Regions from separate parts of the Triticum aestivum genome. Here region 1 is linked to region 2. Evidence: chromatin contacts called from public Hi-C data. All regions are on one chromosome and are shown on one strand. Each heading gives the region's core, a stretch centred on a gene start, on an enhancer-like site or on the middle of the called end of the contact. The rest is flanking DNA. Distances are from core to core; before and after follow the strand shown. Region 1 holds the start of LOC123071738 (rust resistance kinase Lr10-like). Region 2 holds the start of LOC123071733 (calreticulin-3).

The links. Hi-C and Micro-C count contacts between places; a contact is called where the count stands out from the background.
Region 1: a Hi-C map of leaf shows a contact between it and region 2, with 4 times the contacts expected there. The contact joins the promoter of LOC123071738 here to the promoter of LOC123071733 in region 2. A contact is called at or near these places in 2 of 5 Hi-C or Micro-C datasets (both in leaf) and 1 of 1 datasets of contacts at active chromatin or transcription factors (leaf).

The regions. Positions count from the first base shown.
Region 1 is chr3B:686,633,511-686,638,497 of IWGSC CS RefSeq v2.1, forward strand. It overlaps LOC123071738 (rust resistance kinase Lr10-like), which reads right to left and starts at 1,397. Exons shown (of 5, transcript XM_044495323.1): 1 at 1,136-1,397; 2 at 660-745; 3 at 1-472. The coding sequence starts at 141. It overlaps LOC123071740, which reads left to right and starts at 1,458. Exons shown (of 8, transcript XM_044495325.1): 1 at 1,458-1,675; 2 at 1,761-1,828; 3 at 1,930-1,994; 4 at 2,122-2,216; 5 at 2,406-2,511; 6 at 2,639-2,652; 7 at 3,109-3,210; 8 at 3,304-3,662. The coding sequence starts at 1,607. The coding sequence ends at 3,534.
Region 2 is chr3B:685,910,693-685,915,930 of IWGSC CS RefSeq v2.1, forward strand. It overlaps LOC123071733 (calreticulin-3), which reads right to left and starts at 3,979. Exons shown (of 14, transcript XM_044495317.1): 1 at 3,731-3,979; 2 at 3,062-3,169; 3 at 2,733-2,925; 4 at 2,164-2,422; 5 at 2,039-2,095; 6 at 1,905-1,952; 7 at 1,494-1,580; 8 at 1,351-1,408; 9 at 1,177-1,244; 10 at 971-1,066; 11 at 836-892; 12 at 625-720; 13 at 184-213; 14 at 1-90. The coding sequence starts at 3,842. The coding sequence ends at 79.

The DNA.
Region 1 (4,987 bases), core at 147-2,646, 720 kb after region 2:
GCGGAAAGGGTACTGGATGTCTTGGAGATGGCCGCAAGAGAAAGGATCACAGGCGTACCTGTCAGTAGTATCATATCGCCCCTGAACATCAACGGCAAGAATTGCAGCCATGAAATGCACCAGGAACCACCATGGAGGCATCAACGATAGTCAACTGTTTAGCTCTTCTTCTGGCTTCATTGTAGGCTTTCTCTTCTTGTGCTGGGCAACCCTCTCTCCATTAATACAAGATCCAGGAGCAGAAAATATGCACCCATAGTGTAGTGGCATGTCACTGTAAGGAGAGATGGGCGAAAACAAACACAAAGGGGTGCTGGAAATTATTTTAAAAGAGCCTGTAGAAAGACCTGGTATGATATGGTTAATGTCCACATCGCTGCTGCCATATGTTATCACAGAGAAGATGTGCAATATATGTACGATCCTTGTTGACTCCTTCTGTATCATCAGGCAGGGATGCCGGCATAAGCTGCTGCGATATGGCAAGGGATTAAGTAATACATGTCAGTGTCAGGTCTGTGCCCCACTCCTATTTGTTTTTTACAAACTTTATGCGAAGTTTGGTTTCTACTAATAAGAATGGGGGCGAAGTTACAATTCCTATTCTAAATATTTAGGGTGATACTAAAAATAAGAGGAAAGCAATGGGAAGGGATTACCGTGGCCGTGGCTATCTGCGACGGACCATCAGATTTGAGCATCATCATTCTCGGGCCGCCCGAAGTATCATTCAGAATACACAGGGCTACACAAGGGTACCAAAGCATCATGGTGCTGACTGCAGCTAGAGGAAAAATGGGTCACTTATTACATGGCAAACAGAACTATATGTGTTCTAAATAACGCTAGTCAATCAATTGGCAAGAATTTCGCCAGTGAAACGAGGAATGAAAATGTAGCTGCTAGCATACGAAAATGTTGGCTTTTGTAAGTATGCAGATATGCTGAGATGTCATCATGTCAGATATGAAAATAATTCTGAATCTGATACCAGTTCAGTTCAGTTCAGACTTCAGAGGCAAGATCTAGTCAGCAGAGGAAAGCTCACTGCAGCAAGAAGCAAACAAGCCGGTCTGGGCGATTTGCAACGGCTTAAATAGTTTACAGAAGAAGAAAAAAGTGTGGATGTATATACCTAAGCAAGTCCGGCGGGAGGGTAGCCCGGGCTGCGCCTGGAGCAGCGATGGTTATCACGGTGGTGACCGGCAGCGGCGCCGCTGCCACCGGCGCTAACCACCAAGGAAGCAAGGAGAGAAGAAAGGGAAAGAATCGAAGAGACCACCACACCTACACGAACATCTCGCCGGACCCGCCGTCCAGGCGCCGCCGCCGCCGCCGCCGAGGGGAGCATGGATCATGATGTCAGCGAAAGCCACATCGACTTGAACAGGCCCAACTAGACGGCCCATTTAGACTCGCAAAGCTAGAAGAGACTCTTGGGCTGAAAAGCAGCGTCTGCCGTCTTGTGGCCCACGCAGGCGAGTCTTCCCTTCCCTCTCTCCTTGCTGCAGATAATTTCGGATAACATTTTACGGCTCCCCTTCTTCCCCAGCTCCGCCCCTCCAAATCGCAGCCGAAACCTCGGAGAAGCTCGCCTCCCGCATCCATGGCTTCAGCCGCGACCTTTCCGAAGCTCCGGCTCGGTCCACGATGCCACGGCTTCTCCCAGCTTCAGGTTCCGTTAATCCTTCAACCGTACGTACCCTCACGCAAGCAGCGTAGGAGTTTCACGAGCGATTGCCATTGATTTAACCCTGTAGGCGGCTGACCCGGTTCATATCCACATGAAGATTGGTGATGCCTGCAAGTGCCCCATGCCTGCCCAACGGTAAAACCTGAATTTTCCATGGACCATGGCTGTATGTGTTTCTGCTTGCTGCTTCAGTGTTCAGTTTGCCATAGGATAACTGGTGGCGGTCAATGTACCAGGTTGCTTGTTTCTACCGGGAGAAATGCGAGGCACACATTCCTGCCGGTTTCGGCGGCTCGATCAGGTGAGCTGCAACTTCTGCAACAAATGCCCACAACAGTACATGTATTTATCACCGCCAGTGATGTTCCAAATGGTACGCAAAACCTTCAGAATCAGATAGAGTCGTTGAGGTTTTCAGAGAACTGCAGGTCGGGGCGCATCGGTCGCCGAGGCCGAGAAGACTGGGCTCTCGCTGGATAGCTTCAAGACAACCGTTGTCAAACGCGACGACGAAAAGATCCATGTGAGATTGTTTGTGCACTCTGCCAAGCCATGTTAAATTAAAGCTGTCAACTCAGAAAAAAAAAAAGCTGTCCACATCTACTAGTCACATACATTGATGCATACATTTGTATTCAACTAATGGGACATGTACCTAGAGATGTTTTGAGTGGTCTTGACTCATCTGATGCTGGGAACTTGTTGCCTGCAGCTAAGAATCGAGCTGCCCGGGAAGGAAACGCAGAAGGTGTTTGATGCAGCCTTGACAAGCCTGGCCAAGGATGCGCCGCCGGTTCCAGGTTTCAGAAGGTCCAAGGGTGGTATATCAATTAATCCCCATTTCCTTGCAAGAAACATTTTACATATTTGCTTGCTCCAAGTCACTGAAGCTTCTAACAATTTTATTGCCGTTTTTCTTCATGGATATCTGTTGGATGGTTGAAGGGAAAACATCGAATGTAAGTGCCTATGAACCTTTCACGCCTCATTTGCAAACTCCCCTGATTCTCGTCTGAAATTCCGCCGTTCTGAATGGGGTTTAGTTTCTGGGGTTGCCAGTTTTAATTGCATTGTAAGTCAAGGCTACCTTTTCTTTCACGCATACTTTTCAAGATGGTTGTTAACCAACTCCTCCTCGGAATGGTGAAGTCTTTTAAAACACTGTCCTTGTTCAGAAATAAAACCACCTAAGGACAGGAGTAGTTTGTTTCCATCGAGCATCGCCGAGTACGCTCAACTGTTACCGGCTAAATTTTCAACCGAAAGTGTGGGCTACTAAATACTAACTGCAATCAAGAAATGACACGGCTAGACATAGACATAAACTACACTATCAAGTCTGCACTGCTGTCCTAACCCCCCACATTAAGAACCGAGAACTGACGACAGCTTCTGAATCCCTGTACTGTGTCCAGATACCAAGCAGCATTCTCCTGTCGATGCTCGGCAAGAGCCGGGTCACCAAGTTCATCCTTCAGGAAATACTCAGCGTAACCGTCGGCGATTTCGTCAAGAAGGTTGGTGCCACTTCATAAAAAATTAGAACAGACTAGCCAACCTTTGACTTTTGGATTCAGAAGTAACTGACGCTGGCTTTGCAACCGACCCAGGAAAACATCAAGGTGAACCCTGAAATCGCGACGACACAATCGGAAGGCGACCTGGAGTCGTCGTTCGCGCCGGGCTCGTCGTTCGGGTTCAATGTGATCCTTGAGCTGGAGAAGGAGCCTGACACCGATGATGCTATTGACGTGGAGCTGTCCGACTCCAAGGACGCTCCGGACGTGTTGCAGTCCGACTCTGAAGAGCCTTCCGAAGAGCAGCCCGCCTCCTCCACCTGATACTTCAGAGAGGAAATGCCTCCGTGTATTTATTCCCTGATGAATGTGCTCCAGATTCAGCATAGCATTAGCAGGCAAACAATTGTTCAGATAAAACACCAGAGATGATCTGCAGGTTGCGGGTGACACATCACTGAAGATATGTGTGTAGCAGCACTGAGCATGCAGACACGTTAGATTTGGGGAGACATGGGCCCATGATGACAGCGCCGCAGCTCCAGGCTCCAGCGCAGCAATGATGAAAAATCCTATCCAGTTTGTCTGGAGCATGATCCACTGACACCTTGGCTTCGGCTTCGAACTACCCGATCAATCATTTGGGGGTGCTCCACTCCACTCCTCAAGCCTCACACGCCACACCCCCACATCCATCACCAGTGACCTAGTACCAACTCACACGCATGATCCATGCGAGTAATACAGTATAATAACGAAATACATTGCTTTTCCAACCCTATCTTGTTTTTCCAACTCTGATCCCGAGGCCTGGAAGAATCCCCGTGACATGACAGCATTCCCGGCTCCTTGACGCGACCGTTGGGCGATGCTGGGATTTGTGCTCCGTGTTACAAGAAAATTCAACGGATTAGGTTAGTAGGTGCATCTGTGCATGATAATAGATATCGGTAGCATCATTATACCAGAAAACAGGTCATTTCGTCCGAGCGACTTTGATTAAACCCAGGACCTGGAATGATTTTGGGCAGCCACCTTATTCCCCTATCACGCTCACAATTTCAATAGTACTACCGAATTCCCAGCAGAATCAAAAATGTTTGTTAGGTGACCGCATAGGCGTTCACAAGAAAAACCCAACATACATGTTATTCCCTTTCCATTCTAGCCCAGACACCGCTCGCTGCCACACCAACCACCGGTTGGCAATCATAGTTCATAGGGCAATGAAATCTTGGAACATTGTGGATTCAGAGAAAACTTTTCTCGTTCATCGGCAATGGCGGTAGAATTTCTAACACGGATTGGATTCTCACCCCCCTAAAATATGCTTGCTCATGTCCTCATTTCTTCGAACACGGGGAAGATATCGGATTAGGAGTAATTGGTTGGCGATTGGCAGGGGAATTGGCCGGGAGACGGGGTAGGTGCCCAACTTATTGTCAAACAATCAGCATCGATAGGTTCAGATTAACGAATGAATATACGACTGGGCATCGGCTGGGCTGGTGATGGTGAACCAGAAAATATCTGGAAATAATAATGCGGCACTCACGCTGGACTAATCACTAATATTGATGATAATAATGTTGCTCTAGTAATCTACTCCTAGTTGTAGAGGGTGGCCCGTCGCGCTCCACGGACGTACCGCAATCTCTCGTTGAAATGAAATCCAACGCGCTGGTGTGGTGCGGTGTGGTGTGGTGTGGTGGTTTAACCACCAAAGTACGCGCACCAGTTCTTGACTTGCAAAATCAATGCTCCCTTCCGGAGGTAG
Region 2 (5,238 bases), core at 2,729-5,228:
TTATTTGAAGCAACTATAACACAATGTCTGTGTCAAAACCCAGTTTCTCCTTGGAAGAATTGAAGATTTTGGGGGGCTTCAAAGCTCATCCTGAACAAGAAACCAAGAATGTTATAAGCCACATGTTATCTAAATCACGAGTTAGAATTATTAAATGAAAGAATGAGATGCTTCACAACTTACATGGTAGTCATCCCAGTGATCTCTGTTGCGCTGAAACACAAGACAAAAAGGATGTCAGTAAATTATGCATTCATTTGTATATGATGTCTTACACAGTCACAGTTTCACTGTATGATACATTTGTATATGACACTACAGCACAAGGCAACACACCACAGCTTCCCAAGATTACCAGAATTAGAACATGTTCAATTATACTCCCTCTGTCTCAAAATATCTTTTTTCCCCTGTATTTTGAGACAGAGGGAGTACTTGTTTACCATATAGCAATGTCTCAAGGACTTGGGTTTTGTAATATGTCGATAGATTCCTCAGTCAATAGGTGTGTTAAGGGAATCAGCAAATAAGACTTCAAAAAGTTCTAGGGTGGTAGTCAGAAGTTGATACTTCAAAGAGTTCTAGGGTGGCTTCAGGAAGAAAGCGAACGGTATGTCAGCTTACTCTTTTGTATCTGTCCTTGTAATGGTCCCTACCACGGTGTCGATCACCCCTCTCTCTCCTCCGTCGCTCTCCTTCCTCCCTTGCTTGTTGAGCTTCCTGTACACAAGCAGTTATGTTTAGCTTCTTTCACAACGACAGTAATTCTTTTGCGGTTCTGCCTCAAGGACATAAAAAAAATGGCCCATAACAATTCCTAATTGAAGATTTTAACCTTATCTTCTCTAGCTTTCCTCTCCTTTTCAGCTTCTTCAAAAGCCTCCTTTTCAGCCTATAATATACAGAAAGGTAAGATACTGCTTATGGGATATCAGCAGCATGGGTTAATTCAGTAAACATGTGCGGTTACCTCCTTATTTGCACCCCATGTTTCATCGGCAACCTGTTTTGCATATTCCGGGTCATCGCAAATGAGAATGTTGTCAAATACTGAGCCGGCTTTTACCTGCACACGAGTAAGCTCCAAGTCAACATCAAATGTACTTCATTCAGAACAATCTATAATTATGATGAAACATGTATCTCCAGAAGACTACTATATGTAACTTATGGTACCTGCCAAACTTCAATTCCAATATACTTCAGAGGTTTCAGTACATATAAATCTGGATCATCCTCAAACTCTGCAAAAGTGCAACAGTTCATGGTAAAAGCCTGTTTGAAAGTTTGACAAGAGGTCCACTTCAAAATCAAGTGTCGAGTCCAATACCAGTTTTCCTATTTGCTTACCTGGATTATCAATCCATGGGATCTTCCATTTACCCTTGTAGTTAGGGTTCTTAATTTTCTGTAGGCAGAAGATGTGAGAACATGAAGTCTAGCAAAGAAATAAAGTAGCTATGAACAACTGATGGACAAGCAACAAGACAAACCTTGCGCTTCCACTGTCCTTTGTATGCTGGATTCGGTATCCTTCTAGGTTTCCATATGCCATCATCATCATCGTCCCATGTGTCGGGCTGATTAACACAACATGCATATATTTGTCATCATTTGGTGTTCTTAGTTGTACCGAGCTTCATTGTAAGAATGTTTCTTTAGATGTGCTAGGACATCCACAGTTTATGTGATGGTAACTATAGAATGCTTCAAATGCAAAACATTTGCAGCAAGACCAAATATGCAGAGCCAAATAAGTGGTTAAATGGGTCAAGTTCATGCTAATAAATTAGAACTGAATGATGCATTACCAAATAAGTCAAAACAATTTATAATATGGAATATGAAGTGCAGTGACTTAATGTTTGATGTCTTGAGTTTCATTAAGATAGGAAGTTTCATACCTTTTTATCCTTTGGGTCAGGAATCTCTCTTGGAATAGAATCATATCCCTGGCCAAGGTAGATGAGCCGTTACAAAACAATTTGATACACTGTAAAATAATCAAATTCACATAATAATGTATGGGCATACAAACCTCAGGTTTAACCGCATCTGGATCCTCAATGTACTCTCTGTCATCCCAATCCTTAGGCTGCAAAAATGCATGTATGTTAGATGATTCTCTCATTGTAACGTTTCTAGTTGTAAAAAGTGAGCTACCTTTTTGGCACCAACATCCTTAATTTTACGAGGAGGCAAGATGTCCCAATCAGTGTACATGCTCCCAGATTCTCTTTCACGGTTATCAACAAGTAAACTATAAGATGCGTCGGGCCTAAGAATGAATGTGTAAACATGCGTCAGCCTGTCGGTTTCGCATTGTAGATCTTTCTTGATAGGGTAGTTCTGCCCCTGGTAAGAGAGTATAAGATGCAGCTTCTTTGTTTGAGTCCCACATATATCTGGCCCAAACATCAAGCTGCGTAAGAGAACACGAGAAAGCTATCAGCATAACTCGGCAGTAGACTAGTAAAACTGAACAAATAAGCAGTTTATATTTATTCATTTCGCCTTAACCATGGATGGACATTCGCAAGACATAGCATCTTAGGTGGACTTATACTATAATATAACAAATTACATGAGACAGACCTTTGCTCATCAACTATACTACATTCAAATCACATGCTCAAAACAGTGACAGGGTCTGCTTAGGAGCTTACTAACAGCAATGGTGGATCATTGTAAGAACAGGAAATTCAACGGGCAAGAAGTAGGCAATAACATACCTGTATGGAGTGTCTCCGCTATATTTCTTCTGGTTGACATAACCAGACATTAGCTTAATATAGCCGCCACCACATTCAATTTCCTGCTCAAACTTTATGGAATACTGGACCACCAATGTTCGGCCCTTGTTACTGAACTCCGGTATCTTGGCTGAGATAGCAAAATGCCTAGCATCTATTGTTGTTTGAATGCCTAGAACACGTGAATAAAACAAAAGGATCAGACAGCATCCAGAATTAAGCTGTCCTAAGCAAGAGTTTGTTTGACTTGCGACCAAAACATCATCATCCTCAATTAAACAAGAAGTATGAGGGATGGGAAAGCAAACCTTTGTCATCAGGATCTCCGGAATATTTTCCTGCCGTGTGCTTGAATGTACCGGCTTTCCCTTCGCTCCTTTTCCAATCGGATTTCACCCACCGAGTCTCCCAACCATCTGAAACATACAACCATATGAGACAACTAGAAACCAGCAGTGACTTAATCAAACTCATGTATTGGACAAGGCATCGCAGCTAAGTCAAGCAAACCACCAGGCCATGTCAGCAATTCACTGGCCACTCCCATCACACTGATGCTCCCCATGAACACAGACATCAGTTCAACTTAAATACCCAATCCCACACTTCCCACCCAGTGTCAAGGCTGAGGGAACTAGTTACTTCAACAGGAAACATCACTACATCACTCACCTCCAACCACTCAATTCCTTGCTCGGATCTTCAAAGGAAGTCAACATCCTTTGTGAACCGAAAAACCATGAACAGGGGAAGCAGAAATTCCCAAGGGCATGAACAAAATACAGGTCAATCCAGGGGGGCGACACAGAAACTTTTCAGGCGCCCATCAATCACTCGCCCAAAATGGAATTTGGGAGCAGCGAATCCAATCCAATTCGCAAGGACCAGCACAGAAATAGCAGCAGGTACATACAGGTGCGATAGGGAGCATGCAAGCAGCAAGTCTAGGCTGAGCTGGGAAGTGGGAGCAGTACTACCTTCGAATCGCTCCTCGAAGATGACCTCCCCGGAGGCGAGCAGGAGCAGCGACGAGAGCGCGAGGAGGCGGTGCAGGAGCTGGCGGTCGCCCCGCCGGCGGCTGCTACCCATCGCCGGTGGCTCACCGGAGAAGAGGAGTAGGTAGTGGCTACCAGCCGAGCTGCTGCGTCTGCTGGGCTTTCCAGTGCCAAGGGAATATTTGTAGCGCGCGGGGCGCCGCAACAGCCCGCGGATGTGGCGCTTATTCACGGTATTGCCCCTCCGGCCCGACCAACCAAGTGATCGGGTGATGGGAGCGCGGTGGCATCCTTGTAAATTCGTGACGACCGGGGGCTGTTTGCGGGGGCGAGTGGGGGTGTGGACCGGAGCGGCGCGGCCTTCCCCGTCCCGGGTCGCCAGCGGACGCCGGCGACGACCCGTCAAAGTCCACGGTGGTGGACCCGCGACCGCGAGGGTGGGACGTCCCCACCTGGGCGCCGGCCCCACTTTTTAATGCGGTTAGCAAATGAAGCTCGGCCAAGCCACGGTGCCAGCCAATGGAGGACCGCCACGTCGTCGCACTGACGTGTTTCGCGCTTTTGTCGACGTGCTGCTGCTGCTCCGCCGGACCGGAGACGCTCGTCGTCGGCCGTGCTGGCGCCGCCACCGGTCGTCGCGGCTCGTGGTGCTACTGGACTAGGCATGCGTAGCTGTAGAATTCCACCGCGGTTCTGCGCCGTGTCTTTGGGCCAAGCTTCTGGTCCACAAGCGCGACGTCGACCGACCGAGCCGATTGGCCCGGAACGGGTCGCCTCGCGCTGCTCGAGCAAGCAGCGCGGCAGTTCAGTCTGCTACGATGTGCATGCAATTTTCTAGTGACGGCGGCTACGTAAGTTCAAGAGCAAGCAGCTCGAGTACAGTTTTTTTTATTATTTGAGAGAGATACTATACTTGTCATTACAGGTTGGGTATGCATAAGCCAGCTGTCTGTAAGGATGGGTTTCAAACAGCTTATGACTTATAACAGCCTGTTTTCAGTGATGATGAATGTTCTAATATCTGCACTAGCTCATGCTTTCAAACAACTATAAATTCCACTACATAATTCTGATAGAAAAAACACAGTTTTTCTGTTTTTCTGTTACATTTTCACGTTACAAAATGTGAGTTTACACCATCTGACAAATAAATACAATTGTGATTCTTACATATTTCAAAAAACTAGAGACTGGAAAGCGTCCACAAGATTGATACATATCGGGGCATCTTAGTAACATGTGACAAACAGCATAATTGCTTATTGGCAGAACAAAGTATTCCCTCCGTTCCTAAATATAAGTCTTTATAGAGATTCCACTATGAACTATATACGGATATATATAGATGCATTTTAAGTATAGATTCATTCATTTTGCTTCGTATACAGTCCACCTAGTGAAATCTCTACAAAGACTTATATTTAGGAACGGAGGGAGTATAATATAGACATATAAACCATTTGTTGGAATTAACGGGCCATGTCTTAGGC